Regions from separate parts of the Mus musculus genome. Here region 2 is linked to region 1. Evidence: chromatin contacts called from public promoter capture Hi-C data. All regions are on one chromosome and are shown on one strand. The core of a region is the stretch at or near the end of the contact, and the rest is flanking DNA. Distances in the headings are between cores, read along the strand shown. Region 1 holds the start of Nsdhl (NAD(P) dependent steroid dehydrogenase-like). Region 2 holds the start of Gab3 (growth factor receptor bound protein 2-associated protein 3).

Evidence for each region. Promoter capture Hi-C pulls out the DNA fragments that hold promoters and counts their contacts.
Region 2: a promoter capture Hi-C map of erythroid cells shows a contact between it and region 1, with 95 times the contacts expected there. The contact joins the promoter of Gab3 here to the promoter of Nsdhl in region 1. A contact is called at or near these places in 4 of 39 promoter capture datasets (the C10 cell line, the HPC-7 cell line, erythroid cells and 1 more), 1 of 115 datasets of contacts at active chromatin or transcription factors (astrocytes) and 1 of 9 other capture datasets (liver).

What each region holds. Positions count from the first base shown.
Region 1 is chrX:72,917,211-72,919,856 of GRCm38.p6, reverse strand. Nsdhl (NAD(P) dependent steroid dehydrogenase-like) reads right to left here and starts at 1,336. Exons shown (of 8, transcript NM_010941.3): 1 at 1,164-1,336. Cetn2 (centrin 2) reads left to right here and starts at 1,513. Exons shown (of 5, transcript NM_019405.6): 1 at 1,513-1,543. The coding sequence starts at 1,541.
Region 2 is chrX:75,083,564-75,086,209 of GRCm38.p6, reverse strand. Gab3 (growth factor receptor bound protein 2-associated protein 3) reads left to right here and starts at 1,305. Exons shown (of 10, transcript NM_181584.4): 1 at 1,305-1,542. The coding sequence starts at 1,471.

The DNA of each region.
Region 1 (2,646 bases), core at 87-2,586:
ACTCAGGAGGCAGTGGCAGATGGATCCCTGTGAAGTTTGAGGGCATCCTGGTTTACATAGTGAGTGCCAGGTCAGCCAGAATTACAGAGTGAGACCCTATCTCAAAACAAAAAAATTATATCTACCTGTGAAATTTTCTCAAAGAATTAATCAAAATACTAAAAAATTTTAAAAAGTTCATGGGACTGGGTAAGGTCAGTGAAGGAATGTATCAGCCGCAAAAATAGTGCCCTGGGTGAGAGTGAGCCAGAGGGGGAACAGTGTGGGTGTGATGGGAGAAGGAGGAATTTCATGGCAGGCTTTGCAGATTATGGTGAGAACTCCAGCTCATACTGCTGAGGAAGGGCTGAGGAGGAACAGAGAAAACAGAGGACAATTCAAGGACGGAACTGTGAGAACTCAGAGGCTGGATATGGGGGATTGTTGCTGCAGTGAACAAAGGAGCCAAACAAGACACAAAAGTTTTGAAGCCGGTTCCTGGCTTAAAGGAAAGAGGGCAAAGGGCCTATATTACATTTATGGGGAGCTGTTAAGTCTCAGGCCTTTCTCAGTTTGAGAGACTGATACTGTGCCCTTAAAGTCCCTAAACTGATTTTCTTTGCTTTGAGGGACGTAGAACATAGAATCTGTGTTCGACCCTGGGCCTTCATTACTCCTGGCACAGCTCCAGGTAGCCCCAACCCGTTGTGCACTTTGCCCTTTAATTCTCTTTACATTCCATACTTCCAAAACTCCTGTGGCTTTGCTTTCAAGGGAGTCTCATTCAGGAATGCTCCTTCCCATGTGACTTGAGTGTCTGTACGTCTAACAGGACACATTTTGATGAGTTTTGAAGATCTAAAAGTCCCCAGCCCATTCCCCTGAGAGCTAAAGTGACTCTTGTAGAGCTAATGTAAAGACAAAGCCTCATGTGGATTGGGTTTCTAAGCCCCAGCCCTGTGAACCACTGACACAATACTCAGCATGCCCACTCCAGTTTCGAGGTCTCAGCTTCTCCTGGCACAGTCACCCCTCCAAACCATTTGGTCATATCTTGCTGGCCCCTCAGATGTTCTGTGTCCCCCAACTCGGTTTTAAAATGGGTCCCACCCATTCCCTCCTACTTCCTCCAGGCTCTGTCACCCACACGCAGCAGCCTCTAAGGGCAAGCCCGCAACTCTTACCCGGTTTAGACACTCAAATGATCGACCTCAGCTTGCAGACAACCGGCAACCAGAGAAGTCTGGCTGAACACCCGCCACCCTTTTCTACTGATAGATATGAGCCCACAATCAGCAGAGCTTCCTTCATAATGTTGATTGGTCTAGCTTGGCTCTGGCGCAACCAATTGACGCTCACAGCATGATTTTGCCCAATGAGGCTAGTCTTTGGCTGCCGACGCACCGCCCTCTTGCTCTTGGGCGAGTTTTGCCAGGTTAGCCCCACCTCTTCGTTCCCAAACCAATGGGAAGCGGGCTGTGCGCGCGTGGAGCAGTGGGAACGCCGCTGAGGCTGCGAGTACGCCGTTGCCTTAACAACCGGTGGCAGAGTCCGTTGGGTGATGGTAAGTGCTAGGGATTCGGTGGACCCCACGCGGCGTCCCCGGTCCTTTCCTAGGCCTCGGTGCAGCCTTGCTACCTTTCTTGCACGGTTCTTGGCGTTGACGCACTAGTTCTTCCTTGGAGCTGTGTGCCGGAAGGGTAGAAGAGAAAGTACAGCCGCCAGCAGCTTGCCTTGCCTGCTCTTTCCCACTACCCCCTCCTCGCCCAAGTCACCTTCAGCCACCCCCGCACAAACTGCCTCTGGACCTCCGCTGGCTTTCAGGAAACAGCAGGGTGACCATTCTATTGCTTCCCTTAGACTTCCGCCTCAGTCAAACTCAGGCCTCCTGGCCGCGGCCACCCAGTTAAAGTTTATGCATTGGTGCTAAGAGGTTTACTGTGTTCTGATGGTCGCAAACGCTTTCAGGAGAGGCTGTGAGAAAGCACGCAGGTGCAAATGGTTTGATTTTTATCACTTTGTACCGGCATAATTTTTATCTTAGTAAGTTTACATTTAGCCAAATTTAGGCATAAGTAATTGGAGGAGCAGAGTTCTTGGGAACTGGCACCACAAGTAGATGTTTTAAGTACATTTCTAAAACCGAGAGTACGGAAATCATATACAGTTGATCATCCATAACTGTAATTGGTTTCTCAAAGAGCTTTTGATGATGCTTTTTTAGATTTAAAAATGACTGAAATTGAATCTCCTAAAGTGACACATGGATTAATGGTACAATTGCATGAACTTTCTGTAGTATAAACTTTAAGACAGTGGAGGTCAGAGTTATGTCTTCTCATGAAGGCTATGTTAACACTAGAAATTCATATTCATATATTCACTTGCTCTATGTTGATCTATACAAGAACAAGGAGGAAAATGGTAATATACTATTTTAAAACAAAAACTCTCTTCTATTTGGTGGCTCCCCAATGAAATATAGTTGAATTTAGTCATATGAGACATCACATTAAGACAAATTTACAGTTATATTAGAAAATAACCTCATTATTGCCAATTTCTTTTTTTATAACTTAGTAAAAACTGACATATATAAATTGAAATAGTTTTAAGTTGAGAGAAAGTTTTTTCTTCACAGAGGTTTGTGCTATTTGTCATTTAGAG
Region 2 (2,646 bases), core at 56-2,555, 2.2 Mb before region 1:
GAACTCTCTTTTTTTTAAAAAAGATTTATTTATCATCATATGTTATATATTAATGTATATTAATTAACACACACAATTAATTAATATAATAATATATTGATTAATATATTGTTATATGTTAATTATTATATTAACATTAATTATATTACTATAAGTACACTATAGCTGTGTTCAGACACCCCAGATGAGGGCATCAGATCTCATTACAGATGATTGTGAACCACCATGTGGTTCCTGGGATTTGAACTCAGGACCTTTGAAAGGGTAGTCAGTGCTCTTAACTGCTGAGCCACCTCTCCAGCCCAGGGGCTAATTCTTGAGACAGACAACTAACTCTGCTATTGGTAACTTCCTACGTGTGTGCTCTATATAGGGGGCAGTATTGTTCTGTTTCTTGTCTTATGCATGGGCAAAACTGACTCAACAATATAGCTTATAGGGTGTTTGTGTAGATGCTGTGAAGCACTTATGACAATGGCTGGCATATGGTACTCAGTAGTCACAATAAATATCAGTTTATTTTTGTTATTAGAGTTCCCAGCATACAAGCTGGCTCAACCTTATATTTACCTTTTAAAACCCCAGAGTTTAGTAAGGTGCAGCTAGTACTACTGCTGAATTCAGATCATTTTTGTTCATTAGAACATTTAAACAGTTCTGCCCTGGAAGCTCATTATTGAACACAATGATCTTTGGAAGAGGGGCATAAAAATCACACTACTTTGCAAACAATCAAGTGGAGCAGGGAAGTGGAAGAGGAGTCTTTCTTTCTCTGTTAACTATATACATGACAGATATGAGCCATAGATTTTTGTTCTGCAGCGTCTGAGCTAAGGAAACCAACCCTTTTGACATAGCTCTTCAGGGATGGTGATGAAAGCAACAGGATCATTGGCTGCCATTAGGTCACCTAGTGTTTTCCTGGGGGGAGGAGGGGTGGCAGGCTCCTTCCTCCCTCTGCTATAACTATGAAGGTAACAATCTAGGCACCTGGGAAACAGCAGCAGAGCATCCTGCTTGGGGTCTCCAGAAGCAGAGCCTCCTGCAGCACAGCAATTGCTCGAAGAGGCTTTCTTATCTTTGCTGCTTATTCCACCCCCGCCCCGCCCCCGCCCCCGCCTCCGCCCCCCCCCCCCCCCCGCAGTCTAAACTCAAGAACAGCGACTACTGTCCATCCCTTCCTCAAGTCCTGGGGGTGGGAGGAGGGCGAGGAGGGGGCGTCGCTCAGCAACTTGGGGCGGCGCTATGTAGGTAGGAACGCCCCATGGCATCCCTGGCTAGACTTCCTCCTGTCGCAGGCGGCCAGCCCAGCTGGAGGAAGCAGCAGCAGCAGCAGCAGCAGCAGCAGCAGCAGCAGCAGCAGCAGCAGCAGCAGCAGAAGAAGAAGAAGAAGAAGAAGAAGAAGAAGAAGAAGAAGAAGCAGCAGCAGCAGCAGCAGCAGAAGCGGCTGCGGCGGCGGCGGCGGCCAGGATGAGCACTGGTGACACTGTGTGCATGGGCTGGCTCATCAAGTCGCCTCCCGAGAGGAAGCTGCAGCGCTATGTGAGTAGGGGTGCCGACTCAACCCTGGCCTTCGTGCCCTCGGTTCTCTGCTCGTGGGGTGGCCGTGTGTGGCCCTGGGGAGTCCCTGACTCTAGGCGCGCCAAATATAACTGTTCCCAGAGCCCTAGCTGCAGGCGAGGCCATTGGACGTTGGAAAGTGAAATCGCACGTCAAGCTGTTCTGAGTCCTGCAGCAGGCTGGCCTGGTGCCTCTTGCCTGCTGTGTTCAGTGTCTCTATACTGCCACACTCAGCGGTAGATGGAGGTGGGTTGGAGCTGAAACCCCCAACCCAGCTTGTATGCTGGAACAACCAGAGAGACTTCTCTAAAGGGTGCCCTGTCTCCAACTGGAGTTCCATTTCACAGCGAGAACAGGGCGAGGGACAGGGACGTGGACAGTAAGAGGAAACTTGTGTGGGCCACTCAGTGAAGCTGCTGCATTCCTCTTGTAATGAGTACTGTCATAGCTATCATAGAACACTCTTGTTGGGAGCCTACCACACAGTGTAACTCTTTTCTCATTATGTCCCTTCTCAGCATATTCTTTATGATGACATGGAGCTTTTCTAGTACAGCTGGAACCATTGACATTTCCTATTATGAAATAAGGAACCCCGGAGAACTACATCTTTCTACCCGTCATATGACCATATTTAAATAAGTTGCACACAACTCAAAAAGTTCATTATATCTAGTGTTCTCAGGATAAGATCATAAAAATATTCTGCTTAAAGACTCGATTGTTACTGAGCTGTCTTTAGCCATTAACAAGAATCACTTTAGTCCCCGGGGGGTTGTATATACAGATATTAGGATTTCTTGCCCTTGGGGTTTGGTGGAACTGGAAGTAGCTTGATGGATCCTTGTCCTTTATAATTTCTAATTTCTCTGCAAAACCAAAGCATGCAGGTGGGAACTACCCTGTTCAGGTTTGCAGTCAGCTGAGGCATTCCACCACAAATGGGGTTCTACCTGGTACTTATGTCTATAGCTTTCTAACTGGGGTCCTTATTTCACCAGCCAGTACTTTTTTTTTTTTTCATATTAAAGAGCACATATCATGTAGAAATTCAGGGGTGGAATTATAAGAAGATATCAATGATGT